Regions from separate parts of the Zea mays genome. Here region 1 is linked to region 2. A link is a contact called in public Hi-C data. All regions are on one chromosome and are shown on one strand. The core of a region is the stretch at or near the end of the contact, and the rest is flanking DNA. Distances in the headings are between cores, read along the strand shown. Region 1 holds the start of LOC100193709. Region 2 holds the start of LOC103626500 (uridine kinase-like protein 3).

Region 1 (4,964 bases), core at 995-3,494, 400 kb before region 2:
ACGATAAAATATACTTAGTCCGTTCTAGCTTTTATTTTTATGTCCATATTTAAATGGATAACAATGAATCTAGAATGCATATACTAATATCCTAAAATAAATATTATTCTAAAAAACAAATTATAATGAATAATAATAACTATATATATAATCATAGGTGCAGGATAATTTGGTTATTATAATTATTATTATATAAGATAATTAATATAATACTCACACCATCTTAAAATATAATTTATTTTAGATTTGGAGTGTTTGAATGTACTAGAACTAATAGTTAGTTGACTAAAAATTGTTAGTAGAATTAGATAGCTAACAAATAACTATCTAACTATTAATTAATTTATCAAAAATAGCTAATAGCTAAACTATTAGCTAGAGTGTTTGGATGTCTTAACTAATTTTAGCGACTAACTATTAGCTCTAGTGCATTCAAACACCTCTAAATCTGTTCATTGCCGGCTACCTTTCATAAATAACTTATGAGGCCAAACTAAAGAGGGCAGGGCAGGCGAATCGAAGGAAAAGTAGTCAGGAGAGGCGTTTCCCTCGCAATCGACCATCACAGATCAAATCGCTGCAACTAGCTAGGGTTTCGTCGCCTCATCTCTCGTCGATCCATCGATGGCGTCCGAGGGCGAAAACAAGAGGATGATCACGCTCAGGAGCTCCGACTTAGAGGAGTTCGAGGTGGAGGAAGCGGTGGCCATGGAGTCGCAGACTCTCCGCCACATGATCGAGGACGACTGCGCCGACAACGGCATCCCGCTCCCCAACGTCAACTCCAGGATCCTCTCTAAGGTCATCGAGTACTGCAACAGTCACGTCCACGCCGCCGCCAAACCCGCTGACTCCGCTGCCTCCGAGGGCGGCGAGGACCTCAAGAGCTGGGACGCGAAGTTCGTCAAGGTGGACCAGGCTACGCTCTTCGACCTCATCCTGGTCGGTAACCTCCCCTCCCCTTGCTTCTTTTGCGATTCCTGTCTATGTATAGGTTAGATTAGATCTGCTACTGTCTTTCTAGGGTTCGGATTAGATCAGTATATATTGATTGATTGGTTGTGCGTCGTGGTGGAGGTCCGTAACCAATCAATTTTTTTTATCTCATAAGAGATGTTGTACTAGCCCCTGCTGCTCTGGAATCAATCAACCACAAAAACTGTGATGTGGCTAGGAACACTGTTGATAAATCATGCTGTTGCTATTATTCGTAACAACAATGCACCCGTATCAAGCTAGCTACAGGCGGGGATGATATTTGGTTTGCAGTGAGATAATTTAACTAGCTAGTCAGACAGAATTTGGCTTGTACTTGCGACTTTTGCACACTTTGGGGATTGTTCGTTTGACCGCCACGTGGATTGGGTGGTATTGAGTCGGTTTAAATCCATCCAAATTCATTCCAATACACTTCAATCCACATGTAATTGGACGTGATTTGTGTTATTTTCTGCCATTGCTGGTTGACATAATGGAACTGTATTTTCAGGCTGCCAACTATCTGAACATCAAGGGATTGCTGGACCTGACCTGCCAGACGGTTGCTGACATGATCAAGGGCAAGACTCCGGAGGAGATCCGCAAGACATTCAGCATCAAGAACGACTTCACCCAAGAGGAGGAGGATGAGATCCGCATGGAGAACCAGTGGGCCTTCGAGTGATTGTTGTCTTCCTTTCCCTGGTGATGGTGGTGGTTCTTTTACAAGAACAGATGGATGTCTGCACTGCACTCTACAATGCTAGTCTATCTACTTACGAAATAGTAGTGAAATAGTAGTATAATGGTCGTGATGGTTGTATCCTTTTTTGGATTGGATGTATGTCAAGCTGGTGGGTGCTAGTTCGTCTGTCTGGACTTGTTACTAGTTAATATCTCATAATACATATATAAAAGTGGATCTTATGATGATTTGCCTCCATGGCTGGTTGTTGTGCCAACGGTCTACTCGTGGTTGTCAAGGAGATAAGGGAAATGCTGATAAGGCCGGCCACTTGTCTGTTATCCACCACCCTTCCTATCTTAAAAGGAGGAGAAAACGAAAATGAAATTTCTGGCGCCTGTCTGCCCGCCCCCTGATAAGGCCGGCGAGAGAGAGAGAGAGAGAGAGAGAGAGAGAGAGAGAGAGAGAGAGAGAGAGAGAGAGAGAGAGAGAGAGAGAGAGAGAGAGAGAGAGAGAGAGAGAGAGAGAGAGAGAGAGAGAGAGAGAGAGAGAGAGAGAGAGAGAGAGAGAGAGAGAGAGAGAGAGAACCTCTCTGCAGGTGCAGCCATGGCGAAGCCCGTCTCCATCCAGGTGTGGAACCCCAGCGGCAAGTACCGCGTGGTGAGCACCAAGTCCATGCCGGGCACACGATGGATCCGCCTGCTCACCGACAACGACTGCCGCCTTGAGGTTTCTTCTTCTTGTCCTGTTCAATTCTGCACCAAACGAACCTGACCCTTCCCTGTCCCCGTCCCTGTTGGCAGATATGCACCGAGCACAAGACCATCCTCTCCGTGGACGACATCCTGGCGCTCATCGGCGATCGCTGCGACGGCGTCATTGGACAGCTCACCGAGGACTGGGGGGACGTGCTCTTCTCTGCGCTCAAGCGCGCCGGAGGCACGGTCTTCAGCAACATGGCCGTCGGCTACAACAACGTCGATGTCGAGGCTGCCAACAGGAATGGCATCGCAATCGGCAACACGCCGGTGAGTGAGTCTCTGTTTGTTGCTGCTGCTTCTGCTTCTGTTTGTTGTTGAATTGAAACCAAAACCAAAACCCCAACCCCAATCAAAACCACAGGGCGTTCTGACGGAGACGACGGCTGAGCTCGCCGCCTCCCTCTCGCTGGCGGCAGCCAGGAGGATCGTCGAGGCTGACCAGTTCATGAGGGCTGGCCTCTATGACGGATGGCTCCCACACCTGTCAGTCCCTCTGCTTCCTCATATACTCCTGCAAATGCAACAATAACAATGTATTGTCGCAGGTTCGTTGGCAACCTGCTCAAGGGCCAAACTGTTGGAGTCATTGGAGCTGGTCGCATTGGCTCCGCCTATGCACGCATGATGGTACACTACTTCCTATCCTCTCTCTCTCTCTCTCTCTCTCTCTCTCTCTCTCTCTCTCTCTCTCTCTATTGGATTGGTATTCAAGCTAATTGCCATTCATACCAGATTGAGGGTTTCAAGATGAACCTCATCTACTACGACCTGTATCAGGCCACACGTCTTGAGAATTTCGTCACAGGCAAGCAAGAATGCTACGTACCTATACCATGCATGTCACTGGCACAGATATATACTAATCTGCTTGCTCGATCTGTGCATTGCACTCCTACCTCCAGCATATGGGCAGTTCCTCAAAGCAAACGGTGAGGAGCCTGTCACCTGGAAGAGGGCCGCCACCATGGAGGATGTCCTCAGGGAGGCTGACGTGGTCAGATTCAGCAGTCCATTAATTAATCTGACCATTCCATTATCATATTGTTTTGTTTGAGTTTGCTTGTTTCGTTTGGCGGCAGATAAGTCTGCATCCGGTGCTGGACAAGACCACCTACCATCTGATAAACCCCGAGAGGCTGGCCATCATGAAGAAGGAGGCTGTTCTTGTGAACGCAAGCCGAGGGCCCGTGATCGATGAGGCCGCGCTGGTGGAGCACCTCAAGGCTAACCCCATGTTCCGCGTTGGCCTCGATGTCTTTGAGGTACTCCGATCCATCCATAGAATCGAATAATTGATGTTGATGATGATCAGTATTAGTTAATTTGATCGACAAGAAGCTCTTGGGCTAGCATGCATATGCTCAATCCATCGTCATCATCAACAGGATGAGCCTTACATGAAACCTGGACTCGCTGACATGAAGAACGCCGTCGTGGTACCGCACATCGCATCAGCCTCCAAGGTACCGTATCCATTTTGTTTTGTTTGTTTTTTTGGTTTTGCTTCGTTCCTTGTAACAGATTTTTGAGGTTACTCTATATCTACTACTATAGAATAGAATTTATATATAGTAGCGGGCGGCCGGCCGACTGACGAGATGAAATGTTGTCTGTTTTTCTTCAGTGGACACGCGAGGGAATGGCAACCCTGTCTGCTCTCAACGTTCTTGTATGTAAGCATGATTAGGCACGCATATATGGTTATTATTACTAGTAGTTACTGATGTGGATCGAGAATTGGCAACTCTTGGTGCAGGGTAAGATCAAGGGGTACCCTGTGTGGGGGAACCCCAATCAGGTGGAGCCCTTCTTGCAGGAGAATTTGACGCCACCGCCTGCCTGCCCAAGCATCGTTAATGCCAAACAAATTGGTTGGTAGCCCTGGCTCTCCCATCTACTTTACCAGCTGGCAAATAAATGAAAATCAATTTCTTGATACATATACTGCTGGCTCAGCTCCTCATTACATTAATTACATGAATTTCTGTCATGCCAACTTTTTTTGTTGACTAAGTACGTAGTATGTTGCAGGCCTGCCATCGGCAAAGCTTTAGGAGCGAACACTGACAGGCTGGTATCTACATGTTGAAGATGTGTCGTCGTCGTCTCCACCACGCGCACATATATGTACATGCATGTGGATTGAGGTCATGCATCTGCAGAGCAGGTAGCACATATTAATTTGGATCATATATATTGACCAATACACACTGTATGCTAGATTGCTAGGTTGCTGTGCATGGATCATATTGATCAATGACGACCAGGCCTCCCTCCGTTTCCCTTCTATATTTAGGACCTATTTGGTTCCTTAAGTCCAATTTGGTTCCTTAAGTCCATGGACTAAACTCCCGTATTCTTACGAGTCATTTAATAAGTTTTGAACACTTTTAGTCTCTTCAAACAGGGTAGGGACTAAGAGCATGTATGGTTTTTTTAGTCCAGACACTAAAATTTGGTCTCTACCCTGTTTGGTGCATGAACTAAAAGTATTTAGAACATATTAAATGACTAGAATACATTAAACGACTCATAAGAAG
Region 2 (4,832 bases), core at 410-2,909:
CGATGTGTTGGTAGGTCACGTTTGAGGGGGAGCGGACAGTGGTAGATATGTACAGGTTCATCAAGAAACATGCTAGCATCCCTTTCAAGTTGAAGCGCCAGGAGTCAAGAAGGGAGAGCATCCAGACGGATGGTGTCAAGGACGAACTGTAGGGCAGGTCATGCATTGATAGATAGCTGAGTTTTGAATTTTGGTTTTATAAAATTAGGTCCGCCACCGAATTTCGCGTTTTCAGCTTAAACATCACCTAAATCTGTTTCTTTATATTATACTATATTAAAGCACCAGTTTCAACCGTAGTCCAGCGTCAATATTTTTCAAAAGACCTCCTACATTTTTTTAGAATCAACTCTCACTCCTATAATTTCTTTTCTACTACTATAATAGGAGAGTTATGTAAAAAATAAGTTAAAATTATGTATAAATGAGTGTTTGAATCTTGGTTGATGACTTCACATTCACATCAACCTAATAAATAGAAAACATATATTTTGTATTTTATTAAAATAAAATTTATTATATGTTATATATATATATATATATATAAACCGTAACAATATACAGACATATAACTAGTATAGACTTAAACATAGAGTGCATATGACTAGTAGAGACTTAAACATAGAGTATATGCTCATACAATTCCATTTACGGGGTGTTTGGATCCCTTCATTTTAGAGAAATTGGAATTCCCTCAATAAAGTAACTTATTTAGTTTGGAATTTGACATTCCACCAATTTCCAAAGTTCATATATAAGCATATCACAAATTCATGGGGTGGAGGGTGGAAAATGATTTTATGCATTAGTAGAATTTGTTTCTACTCTGTAACTTACATGACACTTTTCTTTTCACTCCTCTATAATAAAAATGTAACACATAAATATCCCTAACATCTTGCTAATAATAGTATACAAATATATTTTGCATAACATCGAATTAGCTTAATTGATATATGCCTAAATTATTATTATTAGAATGAAATTCAATTCCAGTGATCCAAACGGGGCGTAACGGGGCGTTATATAATTTTAAATATGGGGAGCAGGGAGACGTGAACGTAAAAAAAATGCTTTACACAGTAGATAGAAGAAGAGATAGAGATTTTCTCCTAAAACTTTTAGATCTACATAAAATATTAGCATGGTTTGTAATCCAGGTCCAAATTATATTTCATTTAGGATATGACTAATAATTTTTTTTGTTAAAATACAAATAAATTTTTAATATATTTAATATACAATTTATAATAATACTTTTTAAGACAAATCACTATTAGGTTTTTAACTAAATAATAAAGCAGTATTTATAGTTAAAAACTTTATAAGTTTAACTTAAACTTTATCAAATCGACCTATAATTTAGACCTGAAGGAAATATTAAGTAGAAGAATATAGAACGTAAACAGTAGAAAATATAAGTCTATAGCTGTAAGCATACTAATTTATTAGTTTAATACGAGATTTCGGATTTCTCTTCTGGCCGTCATCGAAACTATCAAAAAATTTATGTGAAATTTAGCCAAAAATTTCTGTGAAATTTAGCCAAAAAATTGAACCTAATAATTTAGCCGAAATTTTGAACCTATCGAACACAACATATATCTTTCTTTCTTTTTGTGTTTTATTAAAACAAAAGTTTATACAAGCCACAATGCACATACATGTATTCTTGTAGGCTCCCTCTCATCTCTGCACACCTCCCGCCGCGCCGACCACGCGCCTTTCCCCTTTTCCTCTCCCCCAGATCCACCCGCCGCGCCACCCCTCTCGGCTCCTCCCAGGCGGCGTCGGCCCTTTCCTCGCCCTCCTCCGTTTCTCTCCGGTAAAAAAAGAAACATCCTTGCTTGCCTGATTTGCGATACCTCTAAAGCCAAATCTTTGTTGGCATACAATTTATTTCGGATTTGTTTGACGCTCACACTCCCCTGCTAGGCGTATATATGGGTTCGAAATCGGTAGATGAGGTGCTCGATGCCGCCGCCGGAGTCCATTGCTCTGCTCTCCGTCTGGACGGTCCCAACGTCCAGTTTTCCGCCTCCTCCGAGGAAGAACCAACGACGTCTGGCCTGGAGAATGGCCATCAGGAGCCCTTTGTTATTGGTCCGTATATATACTTGATTGGTTGATGCCATGGACTCTCTCCCTATCTTTCTGCGCCTAGCCTAATGACAATTCAGTAGGATGTATGCCAATTGATGAGTATAGCGTAGATCGATGTTGGCCCTGAATGCAGCATGCCCTAATGTGGTATTGGGTACAGGCGTTGCTGGGGGTGCATCGTCAGGCAAAAGTACCGTGTGCAAGATGATCATTGATCAGCTCCGTGACCAGCGCGTTGTGGCTGTTACACAGGTTTGTGCATTACTGCTTGGCCTCATCTTGTGGCATATGTGCAAAGTAGCATGGTACTGCATTGGTAGGCACCAAACTATGCCCTCTTCATGCTAGATTATCACATTGCCATGTCACACTGTTTCCAGTCTCTTATAACTACAAGCAATGAGGTTACAATATTTGCAGGAGTCCTTTTATTATGGATTGACGGATGAAGAATTAGTCCATGTTCATGATTATAATTTTGATCATCCAGGTCGAATTCATCCTTACACAAGAATTATATTTACTATCCTAGTCCCAAGAGTTCTGCACTGAATGTGCTGCTGTATCTATCTTTTCCTATTTCAGATGCATTTCATACAGAGCTACTTCTCTCTTGTATGCAAAACTTGAAACATGGCAAAGCTGTCGACATCCCTAATTACAACTTCAAGACATACAAGAGTGTACCAAATGCAAGGAAGGTAATATTTTAAGTTTAGTGCAATTCTTAATAATCAACCTGACTGGTAAACTGATCGGCCTTTATGAGCCTCTGAATACAACATTACATTTTCAAAAAGAATATCTGCACATTGTCCTGAATAAGTTATATTGTTTTGTATGGTCCCAATAATAACCTGCTCCAGATTTTTTTTGTGAAAAACTACAATTTATGGTAAGTACCTGATACACTATTTGCTATTTGTACAACCGCTTATTTCTTCACATCGATTTCGTATTGTACATTTAACAGAAAACATTTGCTTTCTGCTGGTTTGTTTACGTTATTTATTCATCAATGCAATACTTGATTTATACAAGCAACCCTAATTTAAAACTGTCGCCAGGTTAATCCTTCAGATGTTATTATTTTGGAAGGAATTCTAGTTTTTCATGATTCACGCCTCAGGGATTTGATGAACATGAAGATCTTCGTTGATACAGGTACAAATATTTGCTTATAAGTTGATGATGTTTTCTTCTGTCTCCCTTGCCTGTTGATATTCCAGAAGTTCCCAATGCACAAGCATTGATTCCTGACTATTTTCTGAACTAGAAATGCATCATTGTTAATAATTTTCTGCCCTTTATCCAAAAACTTGAGACTATGAATCATTTCATTTATAAGTCCACTTGTATGAATACTTATATTTTGAGTCATTCATGTTAACGTGGTGTACTATAATCTTACTGAGCTGATAGAGATTTTTTTCTTTTGTCCTGAATTCTCAGAATTTTTTTAATGCACAAACCGCACATGTTGTGTTAGATCAGGTTACTTGTTTATTGAAGATATCATCAAAGTTAACTTAAATTATGAATCCAGAAATACTGATTTTTTATCATAGTTTTTTGCTTCCTTACCATATGTTGAACATAGTACTTTGTCAGAGTAGCCTATAGGCTTTCAAAACCCACTAATTGGTTTCATGGCCATGAGGTATTTTTTGTTATAACACTCACTTATTGATTTCTCAGATGCCGACGTACGGTTAACAAGGAGGATCCGTCGTGATACCATTGACAAGGGTAGAGATATCAAAGCTGTGTTAGATCAGGTTACAAAGCTTCCTCTATTGCAATTTTTGTTGTGCATCAAATCTAACAACATTTAGCGGGTCTTGATTCTATAGCATTTTCATCTAATATAATATTCTTGTCTTGTTGCATAGTGTACATTAAGCTATCTGTTGTCTACTCATTCTTATCATTTTTTGGCTAATAAAACACTTTTCCACAGTACTCAAAATTTGTTAAGCCTGCTTTTGAAGACTTCATCCTCCCAACGAAGAAGTATGCTGATATTATCATCCCACGAGGTGGAGACAATGATGTGGCAATTGATCTAATTGTTCAACATATTCGGACTAAACTTGGACAGCATGATCTTTGCAAAATACACCCCAATTTGTATGTAATTCAGACTACTTATCAGGTACCTAATGTAAAACATTCATTTTTATTTTTCTGAAAATTTGTTTGCTGTTTGATTGTAAACGGAGAACTGTAGAGGCATTGATGCATAGAGGCATCATAATATTGGACAATAATATGGAGGTAGAGGGAGGCCAAATTTGACTTGAGGACTTGAAGGGATGTGGTATCCCAAAAGAGTTGTGTTTGGATAGGTGTGCTTGGAAAGAAGCTATCCACATACCGTGATTAGACCTTTTTCTCTTTTAGTTCTCTCAGATCCTTTTTCCTCCCCTTTCTCTTTCTCTTTTTGGTGACTCTTGTTGGGTTTCAACTCTAGCCTACCCCAACGTGTTTGGGACTAAATGACTATGTTTTTGTTGTTGTTCGTTGCTTGCTGTTTGATGTCCCTGTAGTTTGTATGTACTCTCTGTAGAGAAACAGAGTTGAGGGCAATTGGCCACACCTCAATGAGAGGGGGCACCTTCTATTATATAGAGCTGGCTGGCCTGCTTTACAAGGCAGGGATAATTCCCCTGATTTATCCCTGATTTACATCTGCTATATCTAGCAACTAATCCCTGATTTACATCTGC

The links. A called contact is a pair of places that touch in the nucleus more often than the background predicts.
Region 1: a Hi-C map of endosperm shows a contact between it and region 2, with 1.8 times the contacts expected there. The contact joins the promoter of LOC100193709 here to the promoter of LOC103626500 in region 2. A contact is called at or near these places in 4 of 25 Hi-C or Micro-C datasets (ear, endosperm, leaf and 1 more).

The regions. Positions count from the first base shown.
Region 1 is chr5:68,405,562-68,410,525 of Zm-B73-REFERENCE-NAM-5.0, reverse strand. It overlaps LOC100193709, which reads left to right and starts at 2,244. Exons shown (of 11, transcript NM_001317198.2): 1 at 2,244-2,392; 2 at 2,467-2,691; 3 at 2,786-2,907; 4 at 2,970-3,051; 5 at 3,157-3,229; 6 at 3,327-3,418; 7 at 3,504-3,686; 8 at 3,810-3,887; 9 at 4,049-4,093; 10 at 4,181-4,295; 11 at 4,456-4,626. The coding sequence starts at 2,270. The coding sequence ends at 4,478. LOC100193107 reads left to right here and starts at 472. Exons shown (of 2, transcript NM_001138269.1): 1 at 472-942; 2 at 1,490-1,905. The coding sequence starts at 625. The coding sequence ends at 1,663.
Region 2 is chr5:68,006,999-68,011,830 of Zm-B73-REFERENCE-NAM-5.0, reverse strand. It overlaps LOC103626500 (uridine kinase-like protein 3), which reads left to right and starts at 1,659. Exons shown (of 16, transcript NM_001351769.1): 1 at 1,659-1,825; 2 at 1,936-2,103; 3 at 2,264-2,355; 4 at 2,524-2,593; 5 at 2,689-2,804; 6 at 3,171-3,267; 7 at 3,802-3,881; 8 at 4,064-4,258. The coding sequence starts at 1,944. LOC606412 (protein disulfide isomerase 4) reads left to right here. Exons shown (of 11, transcript NM_001112287.2): 11 at 15-298. The coding sequence ends at 152.